2 separate regions of the Mus musculus genome follow, and region 2 is linked to region 1. Evidence: chromatin contacts called from public HiChIP or PLAC-seq data. All regions are on one chromosome and are shown on one strand. Each heading gives the region's core, a stretch centred on a gene start, on an enhancer-like site or on the middle of the called end of the contact. The rest is flanking DNA. Distances are from core to core; before and after follow the strand shown. Region 1 holds the start of Ado (2-aminoethanethiol (cysteamine) dioxygenase). Region 2 has its middle 36 kb from the start of 4930563J15Rik.

The links. HiChIP or PLAC-seq counts read pairs in DNA pulled down with a chosen protein or histone mark.
Region 2: an H3K4me3 HiChIP or PLAC-seq map of bone marrow-derived macrophages shows a contact between it and region 1, with 3 times the contacts expected there. The contact joins the enhancer-like site here to the promoter of Ado in region 1. A contact is called at or near these places in 3 of 39 promoter capture datasets (the 3T3-L1 cell line, the C10 cell line and macrophages), 1 of 15 datasets of contacts at CTCF or cohesin (CD8 T cells), 29 of 484 Hi-C or Micro-C datasets (the C2C12 cell line, CD4 T cells, CD8 T cells and 17 more), 9 of 115 datasets of contacts at active chromatin or transcription factors (CD8 T cells, DN3 thymocytes, the SCID.adh cell line and 4 more) and 4 of 9 other capture datasets (adipose tissue, bone marrow-derived macrophages, liver and 1 more).

What each region holds. Positions count from the first base shown.
Region 1 is chr10:67,547,484-67,550,699 of GRCm38.p6, forward strand. It overlaps Ado (2-aminoethanethiol (cysteamine) dioxygenase), which reads right to left and starts at 1,472. Exons shown (of 1, transcript NM_001005419.2): 1 at 1-1,472. The coding sequence starts at 1,290. The coding sequence ends at 520.
Region 2 is chr10:67,606,308-67,609,523 of GRCm38.p6, forward strand. No RefSeq gene overlaps it. Among named protein-coding and RNA genes, the nearest start is that of 4930563J15Rik, 36 kb to the left of the region's middle. Within about 2 kb of position 1,639, at least 67 of the 459 cell types and tissues checked have an H3K27ac peak or open chromatin away from gene starts, as enhancers often do. A contact at or near this core is called in the C2C12 cell line, CD8 T cells, the MNK3 cell line and 7 more, where this site is marked.

The DNA.
Region 1 (3,216 bases), core at 222-2,721:
ACCAAACGAATAACTAAAAAAAAAAAAAAAAAAAAAAAAAAGAAAACAAGAACAATTCAAGGTCATGCACAATCAGTAATAAATTAAACTATTAAGGAGCAATCGTGGGCAGGAGAGAAAACAAATCTGAGTCACCGAAGGGAAGAGGGATTCAAAACTACTTAGTGTATTTTGTAGAGAATGAGAAACAAAAATGGTTTCATTATGGCTTTAGGATGGAAGCGCTTTAGGGTCCCTGCCCGGTTCCCTTAAATCAAAGCCTTGGTGGCACTGAGGATACCAGGAATCAACCTAGCCTTCCGCCCACCCGCCCCCATAACCGTGCCCGGTGGTGGCTGTACTCCAGTGGGCCGTGTTCCCCAAGGTTCCTCAAGATGTGGCGCTGGTCACTCCAGTAAATCCATCGTCCAGGCGAGGGGGCGGAGAGAAGAGCCCTTATGGAAGATAGAGGGCAGCCAGGCCTTTCTTGAGCAGGGCAGGGTACATCTTTGGCCCACAGTTCCCCGGGCGGCAGGAGCTTCAAGGTAGGACCTTGGGGCCTGGATAGGGCTCTCCCTCGCACCAGAAGTCGTCGGCCTGTGGTGTCTCCAGGAGCCACACTTCTCGGGGAAGGTCGCAGGCAGAGCCGGAAGCCTCCTTGGGTCTGATGGGCTCCACTACACGGTAATAGTGGCAGTCCCGGCCGTCCTCCGGGTCGTAGGGTGGGGCCAGGATGTCCAGGAAGGCAGCTGGCCCGTCCACGGCATCAATCTGGTGCAGGTTGTCCCGGTGTGGAGTGAGCACGCAGGGCCCACTGGCCTCGGTGTACTCGGCCCGGGAACGCAGCACGCCCGGTCGCACGGCCTCCCGCTCCAAGGGCTGCAGCGGGGGCTCGAACTGCTGCTCTGGCGGCGGCCGCCGATGCCCGGCCCCCGTGTCCAGCTTGTCCATGCAGCTGATGCGGACCGTGCCGTACAGCACCTTGAGCATACCGTGCATGCCCGGGTGGTCGTGCAGCGGGATGCACGTGCCGCTCTTGAGCAGGAACACGCCCAGGCTGAAGCCCTCCGTCTCGTAGATGTGCATGTAGGTGACCGGCGGGAGGTTGCGGGGCAGCGGCTGCGGCAGCGCCTTGCGCGGCGCGATGTTGAGGTCCTCGGCGCGCACCTGGGTCAGCAGGCTCTTGAGCAGGCTCAGGTTCTCCGGGAAGCCCGGCGCCGGCCCTTCGGAGCCCGTCGAGCTGCCGCGGAAGGTGAGACACGCCTGGCGAGCGATGCGCTGGATCAGGGAGGCCATGTTGTCGCGGGGCATGCTTGGCGCTTCCTGCGCGGCTCGCGGCCGGCCCGTTCCGCCTCTGCGCCGCCCCTTGCGGTCTCCGGCGGCCGCCACGGCTACCCGCGCGGACCCCCGCGCCAGGCGGGAGACCTCCCCGCAACAACCGGCCAGCGGGGCGCGCGGGGCCGCCTTGCACGGTCGCCCGCTTAGCGCGCCAATGGTCGGGCGCTTGCCCGCGCGCGAAGGCGAGTGCGCACGCGCACGGCCGCTACCCGCACTCACGCTCCGGGGCCCAGACAGGCGCTGGCGCGGGCCGTGCCAGGCGCTGCCTCACGCGCGGAGCTCCATTCACGCGGCCCACACCAACGACTACAGCCGGGCGCGGCGGGAGCGCCGCAAGGCACGCTGGGATGTGTAGTCCGAGCCTGCGCTTGCGCGGGGCACGAACGCGTCCTGCGGAGCAGGGGAAACCAGGATTTTTTTAAGAACTTGGCAGAAAGCGAGCAGCGCGTTCGTTTTGCAGAGCCTCAGGGTGTTTACTTGTTTGATAAAACTGAACTATTATTGCAAGAGATATAGCCAGTTAACTACAACTCCCGCCATCCCCGCAGTCGGGGTGACATACTTCCGGCAGCTGGTGGAGGCTTCTCGCCGCTGGGAAAAAAACGGCACAAGAGGGTCGTTAACCTTCTTGTGCCGCTAGGGCCTGCTGGGTCACTCGGGGTCACCTTTGACCCTTGCTCCCTAGGAATGAGGTTTCGGGGTCAACCTTAGCTGCTCGTAGGCCACACTGTGTGCGCCGTGGAGATCTGTGGATGGCGCTTGTCTATTTTTCTGTTTCTTAGGAGGTGAATGGGGTCGGGCGGGTAACCAAAGCGGTCACCCAGCACAGCTGTGCGCAGCTGTTGTTTGCCTCTGGGCCTGATGACGCTGCTCCTTGACTCACTGATAGCGGGAAGCTTTGAGAGGCCATTTGCTACAGCCAAGGGTTCTGTATACTAGTGGTTATCCATCCGTAGGGCGCCCGAGAAACACCAGTTGAGGGGCAAGGGGCGTTTTGTCAGAATAGATTATCGCTGTCATGAGTCTCTAGAGCAATGCAACTATCGGGCTGGTTTATGAAGTTAGGTCACCGCAGAGTGATTATTCTCTGGACTTTTTGCAGACGTAGGTGGTGGCTGGCAAAGGAAGATAGTAGATATTATGAATTTAAATCTTACCCTTGAATTTAAGGTCTTCTTGGACTTTCAGAATTAAACATGGGTTTATAACTGCAGTGGCCCAGGAAATCCTTTTCAGTTAAGAAGGCAGGCTTTTAGTGTGTATGTGTGTGTGGGTTTTGCATCCTAGCCAGTAAGTGTGGTATTCCAGGTACCTTGTTAAATACATTAAATAATGAGTTTTATCTTAGTAATACCCTCACAGAAACTTTTAAGACGTAGGCACTGACTGTATTATTCCCCGCCTGTACACGAGAGATTAATTTGCAGGTGCGCATTTGGAAAAGACGTAAGTGCAACTTAACGAAACACAGTTTGAATTGGTGTAAAAGGAACCAAGGGACACAAGGACGTAGCTTCTGCAGCTTATTGTGGTGCTCACAAGCTGTGGCTTTCTGCACAGCGTACCTTTCCAAGTCCTCAGTTCATTCCTCCAAAGAATGCTGGGTTTGATGCATCCAGACTTCTGAGTCATTGTTTCTCACCCAAAGTCCCTCGGTAGCTTAAAGGGCGATTCTAGACGTTATACCCCAGGGCTTCTGATTCAGTATTGGGGTGAAGGATAGAATTCTGGTTGAGAGGTGCCCACTGAAGTGGTTCGAGGTTCAGCACCCATGTTGGGGGGGGTGTCACTGTGAGATCTGTAAATGGTGAGCCAACCCCATTTACATTCCACAGTAAGAGCAACTATTTGGCTACGTAAATGGATCCTTAAGATTACTTGTGTTTGAGCCGGGCAGTG
Region 2 (3,216 bases), core at 389-2,888, 59 kb after region 1:
ATGAACACACAGGGATCACAGATGCAGGCCACACCCCCAGCTTTTATGTGGGTGTTGAGAATCCGAACTCAAGCCCTTCCACTGTACAGCAAGTGCTTTATCCACTAAACCATCTCCCATCCCACTTTATGGAATTCTGAGTAACTTTAAATAGCCACACACTGCCATATGGCTGCCATATCTACCAGGGCAGATTTCAAGAGTAACCATAAAAAAAAAAAGACATTTTTCCAGATCACCAGGATGGTTTGGGCTTAGGAATGGGAAAGACATCAGTGGGATAAAAATCATAAAGATCTGTCGACTAGTCAGACACTGGCAAGATACCATAGTGTGTAATACTCATTGAAACTATCGGTTTTGTACCTGAGAAATTAGAAAAAGGTTTATATCAATGGATACACACACACACACACACACACACACACACACTCAGATCTAAAGATCTAGGAAAAACTATTTTTAGTTCAATGCTATAGAGGTCACCTTGCATCCTCTTGTAAACTCACATGTTAATTGGGGACTCTGATGCTCCTGTCTGGAGTCCCTGATGGACAGTTTTTCAAAGCAACACTTATTCCTGCACTTCTCCCCCTCCCCCCCCAAGGACCACAGTGCCCTCAGGTTATGACTGAGAATTAGAATGCTCATGGGAGATAAATGCAGTCATCATGCTCAGTTTAGACCTGGTCTTTTAAGAGAACACTTGAGTGCTCTCTCGGGGTGGGGGGGGGGAGCCAGTATGTATCATAAATTGGAACATATATTTAGAGGGGGTTTTCTAGGAAGAGAAGGTTTAGAGAGAGATCATAGTTATCTTGAGAGTGAACATTAAAATGTTCACAAGTGTTCTGCTGTGCTGTTGCAGAGTACCCCTCCAGTATCTCCAAACTGGGAAGCATCACTGGGTTTTCCTGGCTCTTGACTTCCTACTTTTATCTCCCTACCTATCTTCTTGTGGGGGCAAGTGGACTGTTCAGGTCTCACTGTTGAGCCAGCTCCTACCCTATTTAATCTCTCTCGTTCTCTCTCTCTCTCTCTCTCTCTCTCTCTCTCTCTCTCTCTCTCTCTCTCTCTCTCATCTTAGATGCTGTTCCCTCCTCTCAGCATCCTACAAATGGTGAGAGAAGTGTGGCTGTTGCCTGCTCCAAATGCTGAATGGTTTTCTTGTGGTTTCTCTCCACCCTGACCACTTCTCTGAAAAGAGTCCTTTATTATAAACTCCCCTCGAATTTCACAATTTGAGTTGGCCATTGGCTCCCGCTGGGACTCTCTCTGCTATATCTTTGAAATAGTATCTGGACGCTTTTCCACCAAGCCTTTTCTTCCTTGAGACAGTTGTTACAGAGATAATTTAGAACGGGGCATTTTAAGACAGTTGTTTAATCTAACTGCCTTACCAGACACCAGCTCAGACCCCTACAGGGTGAGTCATTCTATTTGTGTGGGTGGGGTTAGTAAACTCCCTGAAGTGTAAGAAAGATTGTCTTGATAGTGGTGACAGAGAATTTTCTCAAAATTCCAACTGCATAGCCCCAAATAAAATAAACCGAGTAAGAAAAAAAATAGTTCTATGCATTTGGAAGCCTTTGGCAGTGACCCATGGCTCAGCCCGTCCTTTACTGGGCAGGATGTGGTCAAAGTGCTATATACGCGGTTAAGAAATTTCCCTTCTGAGCATCTTCATCCTGCAGTTTGGTGTGGATAAAAATCTATTCCAAATGACTCTTAAAGCTGAGATGCTGTACACATAGAAATAGTCAAAAGATTTTGGAAGAGCCAAGCTAACACAGCAATTTCCTTCTACCTCAAAAACGGTTAAAAATGGCTCTTGGTGGGACTCACTTCCTTTATTTGGGTAAACAAACACGACGAGGCCTTTCTATGGCATGAGATGATAGATGACCAGGGACAGATGGCAGCCATCCTGGGTGGCGGAATGCTTGCACAAGCGCTAAAAGCCCCTCCTCCTCAGTCTGTGAAATTCCCTTCTTTTCAGAGTCTCTGTCACAATTCCTGAAAGTCCCACACCCAGCATGGGACCTTCTCAGTGTCACAGAAGTCTTGGGCATGATTAGATGTTAATGGCTGGAGCTGTTTTCTCTCAGCAGTCCTTACAGGATGGGGAAGTTGGAGTCCTGATTGGGAAGGTTGCAAGTGAACACTCAAGACACACCAGATCATGAATCATTCATGAATGGCATACCTGTTAGAGCACTGGGGAGTGGACAGGTGTCCACAGAAGACTCTGGGTCCTCTCCTGTGTACATAACACTGTAGTCAAACAAAACTTCACTAAAATGTAGTCCCTCAGATTTTGTAAAAAAAAAAATGTCGATATCAATATTTAATAGTATAGCTATATCTCCTTTCTTGGATCATAAGAAACATGGAAGACATCTACCACAAGAGACTGACAAAGGATGCCTGAAGGTTTCACTTGATGTAGAAGAAGGACACTTTTAAAATACATCAGAAGCTAGAATGCCAAGCACCTCTGAGGATGACTGATCGTTTTAATGACACTGGTGATCATCAGTGAGCCTGTGACTTGGATTTGGGAGGAGAGGAGAGGAATGTACATGGACAATTTCTGCCAGGTCTTCCAAAGAGCCCATTCTGATTTCAATCCATTATTAAACGTAATGGGTATCCAGGGGGTCTGGCACATGCTGTCCTTTAAGTTTACTGTTGTGGGTCAGTTTACAAGGAGTGACCGCACGGGCCTGTATCCCTTCCTATGTTCATGTCTCTAACTTGGGTGTGGTGCCAGCTGACATTCTCTGGAACCCCACTGAGTACTGATGGGACCAGAGGCTTGTTCTCTGTAGAACATGTCTTCAGACGGTGGCTTGCCCACTCCCATCTTCTCTGAAAATGCCTGAGCAGTCGATTGCCCTTGATCTGCCATTTTCCATCACATACTTATATAATTTAGCAGTAGTTCCCAGAACAACATGCTCTGAACAGGATCCCCGCTCACATTGCCCTCTCCTGTCGGTCCAACTATGTCGGGTTTTCATAGACTTCTGTCATGAGCTGGGTTTTTACTCCAGACTCCTGGAATCTTTCTTCTCAGCAGGTTAAGAAGACAAGTTGGGTATACCATCTCTCTGCCTTAAGCCCTCCATTTGTCTTCCAGCACAAATGGACACTCACACACTTCACCATGCCTGTTTTCCACAATGTTCTCACCTTAGGTCATCACACCATGTC